Linked DNA regions of Sus scrofa: region 2 is linked to region 1. The links are chromatin contacts, called in public Hi-C maps. All regions are on one chromosome and are shown on one strand. Each heading gives the region's core, a stretch centred on a gene start, on an enhancer-like site or on the middle of the called end of the contact. The rest is flanking DNA. Distances are from core to core; before and after follow the strand shown.

Region 1 (3,809 bases), core at 594-3,093:
GTCTTGCTGAGACACCTCTAGGAAAGGGCTTGGCTGCCTCTCAGTTTTCCACCTCCCCAGACAGGTGGGGAATTTTTTTGAGGGGTATTTCTAATAGTTACCCAAAGAAAGTAAGCTCTCATGGTACGCACGTGGTGGTTCAGCCTCCTGGCAGTGCCCAACCATGGGCAGGACTGGCAAGGCCAGGAGCTTACTTGCCTTCTCCAAAGAGATGGTTACCTCAAAAGGGCACTCTCTGGGGAAAACTAGCCTAATTCTGTACAGGATGAACTGAAATTCCAGTACCTTCTCTTCCCTAAGGTAAAGGCAGACTCAGACCCCTCTCTCCCCAGACACTCTGCAACCCAGGTCCTTTCCTCTGAAGCCCTGGGGCCCCCATGAAGTACAGGCCACCCCAGGGTACCTCTCCAGCTTGACACAGTGGCCCTCAAAGTTTATAAGGCTGAGATGTGGTTCTAAAGCCAGGGTCAGGGTGGTAGCGATTTCAAGGACACCCTTAAATCTTCATTCAGAGTGGGGGCCAATCGGGACCCCTCAGCAAACCTGCCCCAGGTCTCCAAATGCTCCCAGAGAACGCTCCCTTCAGAGGCCCCCAAATCACATTCTGCAATCTTCCACCCCCACCCCCTGGAGCTGCTCCTCCATCAATCAAAGACAACAATGTATTCAGCTCCTACTGTGCCCCCGGGGGAGTGGAGGGAGGACTGCCCTGGGGAGGAATCGGATGATTCCAGAGAATCAGATTCCAGGGAATCAGAGGCTTAATAGGCACTGGTGTCCGCTGCTCCCCAGGCCAAGACAGCTGGGGTCTACAAGGGGTAAATCTAGAATACCTCTCCAAGGATTCCTTGCCAAGGATTCCGTCCCTGCCCCCTCACTCTCTAGGATGGGTAAAGCCCTGGCTTCTCACTGCCCTCCCAGGCCACCCACCTGTGCCCCCTCCCCACTGGCTCTGTCCAAAAATCTCCCCATAAATCTCAAATATGTGTGTGAGTAGGGGCTCTGGAGGAGACAGTAGGAGCCCCCGTCCCGCAGCACCCCCCCGCCCCCGGCTGGTTTCCCAGTGTGGGAGGCGAGCGCAACAGCCCTCTCTCCCTGGAGTCTAGCGAGCTCTCCGGGGCAGCCCTGGCGGCAGCGCGGCGGGAAACCCGGAGCCGCATCCGTGTCCGCCAGCCGCCTCCAGAATCCTGGCCCCGCTCCCTCTTCCAGCACGCCTGGAGTTGGGGCCAACAGGCAAGATCAACAGTCCAGAAACTTTCAATGGATCAGGCCGACTGGGAGGGAGAGAGGGAAGGGGGGCAAGGGACGGGGACGCAGACCCAGGAGGCTCCAGAGCTGAGCTCCTGCTCTTCACTTACCATCTTGCTCACATCCATGACCGAGGCTGCAGGGCACCCCCCACCCCTGGAGATCCCGCGTGCCCCCAACGCTGCTCCCGGCTAATTGAGCCCGGATGGTGCCATGCTGCGGGGAGGGCGGCCAGCAGGGCCCCCGCGGACCGGGGAAGGCGGCGGCGGCGGCGGCAGGACCGAGGCTGGTCCGGAGAAAGGAAGGGGAGGGGGAGGGGAGGCGGGGAGGGGGAGGGGGCCGAGCGCCGAGCCGCAGCGCGCACCGGGGGCGGGGGAGGCGCGGCCCCGCGCTGCGGAGCCCCCGGGGGCCGGGGAATCCCGAAGGCAGCTGGAGGCGCCGGGGCCGCCGCGGCGGTGGTGGCGGTGGCGGTGGCGGCGATGCGGGGGCGCCGGGCGGGGTGGGATCAATGGACGGATTCCCGGGGCCAGAGCCCGCGGCCCGAGCGCGCGGCGAGGGTGTGATTTGAATAACAAAAGGTCGCTTCTCCCCGAGGCCCGGCGGCCGGGATCGCTGAGCCCGCAGCGAGGCCGCCGGCCGCCAGGAAGTGTCAGTGTGAGTGTGTGTGCGCGCGTGTGCGTGCGTTTTGGTGGTGGGATCGGTGGGACTCAGGAAGTGAGCGGGGGAGGCGGCTGAAAAGGGGGGAGGGCTGGGGGCGCAGCGAGCCGACATTCCAGTGGGGGCAGGGGGTCCGCGCGGCCCCTCCCCACTTGGCTGCCCTGGACAAAGGCGGAATTCAGAGCCAGCGGTTAGCCTCCTGCGGCTAATCCGGAGGGGACGCCCAGATGAGTCTGGGGTCTGCCAACAAATGGAATAGAAGGAAGTGGTACAGGTAACTCCAGAAGGCCCCGAGGCCCCCCGCAAGTGAGCCAGTGCCAGCCCTGCCTACAATGCGAGAAACTGGCTTCTAGATGATGTCTGCTCTGAGCTGGATAAAGCTCCTTTCTCTCAAGCCAGAATCCCTGACTCAATGCCTAGTCTGCCCAATAGAAACGGGAAACTCCTCTCTGCAAGGGGATGCGGCTGGGGGCAGAAAAGGGCTCCTGGCAAATGCTCTTTTGGGGCAGAGCCTCCAGTAAAAGGCTGGAGGTTTCAACACAGGCTGCCTCACATCTTCCGTGAGCACGAAGGTTTTCCGCATAGACAGGTCAGCACGAACCTAAGTCCACTTACACCAACCCTGCTTTAGAGAGTAAGGAAACTGAGGCCCAGAGAAGGGGAGTGATCTGCCCCAGGTCACACACCTGGCAGGGAACCGGCATAGTAGAAACCTCGCCAAGGACAGTGCAGCCCAAGTCCCAAAGAGCTTCCCATGCTGCCCCTGGGCGTCCAGCTTCTACAATACTTTTTTTAAAAATTATTTTTTAAAATTTTATTATAGTTGATTTACAATGTTGTGTTAATTTCTCCTGCACAGCAAAGCGACTGTTATACATTACTCTTTTCCATTATGGTTTATCACACGATACTGAGTAGAGTTCCCTGTGCTACAGTATGATCTTGTTTTTATGCCTTCCGTGTATGCTAGTTTGCATCTGTTCATCCCAAATTCCCAACCCTTCCCTCCTCCACCCCCCTGCCCCCCTTGGCAACCAGAATCTCTTCTGCGTGTCTGTGAGTCTGTTTCTGTTTTGTAGATAAGTTCATTTGTGTCATATTTTAGATTCCATATATATCATATTTGTCTATCTTTCTGACTTACTTAGTATGGTAATCTATAGTTGCATCCATGTTGCTGCAAATGACATTATTTCATTCTTTTTTCATGGCTGAGTAGTATTCTATTGTATATATGTACCACATCTTTATCTACTCATCTGTCGATGGACAGACAGGTTATTTCCATGTCTTGGCTACTGTAAATAGTGCTTCTATGAACATGTATCTTTTTGAATTATAGTTTTGTCTGGATATATGCCCAGGAGTGGAACTGCTGGATCCTATAGTAACTCTATTTTTAGTTTTCTGAGGAATCTCCATACTGTTTTCCATAGTGGCTGCACCAATTTACATTCCCACCAACACTGGAGGAGGGTTCCCACCCACTCCACACTCTCTCCAGCATAAAATCCTTTCTAATGAACAGGTGACAGGACCCATCCACAGCCCTGACCCTCTGCCCCACACCAAGTGGCTGAGGAAGCCACACTGGTAAGTCCCTGTCCACTGTTGGGCTGACTAGGAGAGCCCTCTCCCCGTCAAATCTGAGTGCTCGGTCTATGACATAGGGGTTGTTTCTCTGCCTGCCTTCTAGAGGGATGTGAGAGCACCGTGATTGAAGAGATGACAGAAATAAGATGCAAAAGCAGAAGTAAGTACAGGAGGGTCAGGGGCTTTTGTCGTGGTGGTTACTCTTATTTCCCAGCTCCAGCTGGGATTCCTCAGCTGCAGGAAAAGACTCTGTAGGCCCAGGTCTCTCTGTCTGGACTGCAGACCTGCACACTGACTTTCCCGCCCAGCCA
Region 2 (3,809 bases), core at 738-3,237, 160 kb before region 1:
GAGGTAATGAAGATGGCTTTCTCCCCAAGCCCATAACCCTAGGCTAATCCTGAGAAAAACATCAGACAAATCCTTATGGAGGGACCTTCTACAAACTACTGACCAGGAGTCCTTAAGACCACCAAGGTCATCAAAAACAAAGAAAGTCTGAAAAACTGTCACAGACAAGAGGAGCCCAAGGAGACATGACTGAATGTAATGTGATGTCCTGGGTGACATTCAGGGACAGAAAAGGACATCAGATAAACACTAAGGAAATCTGAATAAAAAGTGGATGTACCTGTTACCCACCCTCTGGAAGGAGGGGAGACTGTTTCAGGATGGGTCAACTCTAGCACAGCTGGTTGTCCAGAACCACATCAGTGTGTGGTCTGTTCATCCAGTCATTCCTTCGCTCAACAGATACTAAGTCCTTATTGTGAAAAAGACACTGCACTTGGAGGTAAAGATAGATGAGTGTCAAAACAGACATGGATTTTCCCTCCTGGAGCCAGCTGGGGAGAAAGAGAGTAAGTCATAACCACATATGGGACAGGTGCTGTGAAGAAAATAAAATAGGAGTTCCTGTTGTGGGGCAGCAGAAACAAATCCAACTAGGAACCATGAGGTTGTGGGTTTGATCCCTGGCCTTGTTCAGTGGGTTAGGGATCTGGCATGGCCGTGAGCTGTGGTGTAGGTTGCAGATGCGGCTCAGATCCTGCGTTACTGTGGCTGTGGTGTAGGCTGGGAGCTGTAGCTCCAATTTGACCCCTAGCCTGGGAACCTCCATATGCCGTGAGTGTGGCCCTAAAACAAGAAAAGAAAAGGAAAAAAAAAAATAGATGATTTGATGGGAGAAAGGAGGAGAGTTCCACTAGAAGGTCACTTATGAACCAACCTAGAGCCACAGGAATGGGTTAAACCTTTAAGTGACTCAAGTGATTTCAATGTAGACTAGAATCAAGCTTCCTGCAAAACGCTTGCTTATACGTTATTAGTATACAGAGAATATACAGGCTGGAATATTCTAGTTCACAGAGGCCTGCCTGCTTGAATGCTTGAGATACACATATACAAGGCTTTTCTTTTATTTCTTTTGCTTTTCTTTTCCCCAATTAACCCATTATGTATCAGTAACTACATGGGCGCTAAGGACCCATATAGTACCCAGTCCCTGTCCTCTGGGGGTGGGGGTGTCAGCCTGGGGAAATGGGCCTATAGATGAATTGTCACAAGGAATTCATGAAAGGCTAGCCTTTTGGAAACAGAGTGAGAGCCCTTCTCACATCATGTGCCAAACCCAATTCTAAATGGATTTAAGTCTGAAATGATGAAGCCATAAATGATTTCTCTATTGTATACATGTGAAGTGGTTTTCAAGTCTGACAGTAAAGGCCAGACCTTTACATAAAGGCAAAGATTTAAACAATTTGAACACCATGTTGTCCCAAACAAATATAAACCACAATAAAAAGCAACGATAAACTGGAAAAACGTCAAAACCTAAGATAAGAAGTACAGATATTGCTGGAGTTGCCTCCTGGCTCAGCAGGTTAAGGATCCTTGTTGTCTGCTGTGGTTCTGGTTACAGCTGTGGTGGGGGGTTCCATCCCTGGCCCAGGAACTATCACATGCTATAGGCACCACAAAAAAAAAGAAATTTATATTGTTAATACATAAAAGGCACGAAGAGAAAGACCAAAGACGAGTGAATAAGGCATTTACATGCCATAACAGAAGAAATACAACCAATAACATGAAAATATTCAACTTCAATCACAGAAATTAAAACAACAGAATCTCTTGCCTATGAGATCGGCAAAGATTGAAAGAAAAAAGCGAAGAGCTATGAAGACGTGGTGAACCGGACTCCTAAGGTCGGCCGTCTCCGCCGGGAAGGAGCTTGAACCCGTACAAGCCTCGGGAACACTTAAATCGGCACTGGGAATCCGGGTCCGGAAGCCCGTGCCCTTTGACCCCGGAAGTGCGGCCGGGCGGGGCGGTGCGCTTCACGACAGAGCCGTAAAGGCGCGCGCAGGCAGCAACGCGGAGCATGGCTGTGTACGCTGCGGCGGCGGCGGTGCTGGCGGGCGTGGAGAGCCGCCAGGGCTCCCTCAAGGGACTAGTGTACGCCAGCAGCTTCCAGGTAGAGGGGTTCGAGGTTTCGGCCCGGGAGGGAGCCCCTGCGGGGGGCTAGTCCGGTCCGGCCCCCTCCTCACCTGGGTCCTTTTGGCCGCGCGCAGAATGTGAAGCAGCTGTACGCGCTGGTGTGCGAGACGCAACGCTACTCCGCTGTGCTGGACGCCGTGATCGCCAGCGCCGGCCTCCTCCGCGCAGAGAAGAAGCTGCGGCCGCACCTGGCCAAGGTGATGGCGGGGTGGGGCGGGCGGGGCGAGCCCCTCCTAACCCGGTCCTAGCTCGGCTACCGTCCACAGTGTGACTCTAGCAAGTCTCTCCTCTGAAAAGAGGAGGCACAGCCCCTCGCCGGGTTATGAATTGAAGTGAGGCGAACAGACTTAACTTGGAGCCTTGTGTGAAAGATTAAGAACGGAGATGCAAAGTACAGATGCAAAGTAGTGATGGCAGGGGTTGTTGTCTTTGGGTGCACGATGCTGTTGACAAGGGAGGAGGGTTGGGATGCAGAGCTCTCCTGCTGAGGAGAGAAGCCGTGGGGAAAGGGTTCAGGACTGGGAAGCAAAGTACCAGGTTGAAATCATGTATCTGCCATTATTTCTTGTGTGATCTTGAGGAAGATATCTTTTACCTGTTAGTGTCTCCGCCCGCCCCGAACCCCCAGACCAGAGATTGAACCTGGGCTGCAGGGTCACAGCTGCGAATCCTAACTCCTAAATCCCCAAAGAACTCTCTGTATTGGGTATTTCTGTCTACAGTACACGGAGGTCTCCAAATCATACCTGTGAATAAATCTGTAATGAAGTCAAACGTCACTCTACAATGTTTTTTTCCTTAGATCTCTTTTTTTCAGCCACTATTTTGGGGGCACTTAAGCAGGAAGTTTGTAATAAGTTTCTAAGTGACTTTTGATCCTATCTCCTCCAGCTTTTTTCTGCAAATCACTATTCGTATAATCTCAAAGCCTCCATCAAAGTTTCTTCAGTGCCTCTCACAACAAGGCGAGGTTCTCTTCCTGAGAATCAAGTTTCTCCATGATACGGACATGACTTACTGGTGTCTATCAGGCATCCTCTCCACAGCACCTGTTACTGCCTTGACAGGTGGTTAGCCGTATCCAGTTCCAGCATATTTTGATGTTCCAGGGTATTCACGCTCAAAGTTTTACCTCTTCCTTTCCTCACCCCCAGGTGCTAGTGTACGAACTGTTACTTGGAAGAGGCTTTAAAGGGCATGGGGGCCGATGGAAGCCCCTGCTGGACCGGCACCAGGCAAGGCTGAAGGCTGAGTTGGCCCGGCTCAAGGTTCGTCGAGGTGTGAGCCGGAACGAGGACCTGTTGGAGGTGGGATCCAAGTCTGACCCAGGTGAGCTGAAAGGAGTTGTGGGGCTGGGGGATAGCCATCAGGCCCTCACCGGCGAGGGCCGCGTTCCCGCCTGCTCATTGCCGATTGCTTCCTAGCCTCCCAGGTGCCTCGATTTGTGCGGGTGAACACTCTGAAGACCCGCTCTGAGGATGTAGTTGATTATTTCAAGAGACAAGGTTTCTCTTACCAGGGCCAGGCTTCCAGGTGAGTTTAGAACCTGCTTGGCTGCCTTCATCCAGGGAGGTGCCTGGGAAATGGGGATTGGCGGGGAGAGAGTCAAGGTGGTTGTGGCTGCACTCAGGTTTTCTTCTTACTTTTCCAGCAGTTTCTCC

What was found. A called contact is a pair of places that touch in the nucleus more often than the background predicts.
Region 2: a contact with region 1 is called in a Hi-C map of retroperitoneal adipose tissue, with 1.8 times the contacts expected there. The contact joins the promoter of NSUN5 here to the enhancer-like site in region 1. A contact is called at or near these places in 1 of 5 promoter capture datasets (liver), 20 of 47 Hi-C or Micro-C datasets (alveolar macrophages, blood, embryonic fibroblasts and 13 more) and 2 of 2 datasets of contacts at active chromatin or transcription factors (alveolar macrophages and skeletal muscle).

The regions. Positions count from the first base shown.
Region 1 is chr3:10,484,520-10,488,328 of Sscrofa11.1, reverse strand. The region is part of intron 1 of HIP1 (huntingtin-interacting protein 1); the gene reads right to left. Among named protein-coding and RNA genes, the nearest start is that of HIP1, 70 kb to the right of the region's middle. Within about 2 kb of position 1,843, at least 31 of the 83 cell types and tissues checked have an H3K27ac peak or open chromatin away from gene starts, as enhancers often do. A contact at or near this core is called in alveolar macrophages, epiblast stem cells, fetal liver and 5 more, where this site is marked.
Region 2 is chr3:10,640,241-10,644,049 of Sscrofa11.1, reverse strand. It overlaps NSUN5 (probable 28S rRNA (cytosine-C(5))-methyltransferase), which reads left to right and starts at 1,987. Exons shown (of 10, transcript XM_005661971.3): 1 at 1,987-2,125; 2 at 2,223-2,345; 3 at 3,303-3,477; 4 at 3,573-3,681. The coding sequence starts at 2,033.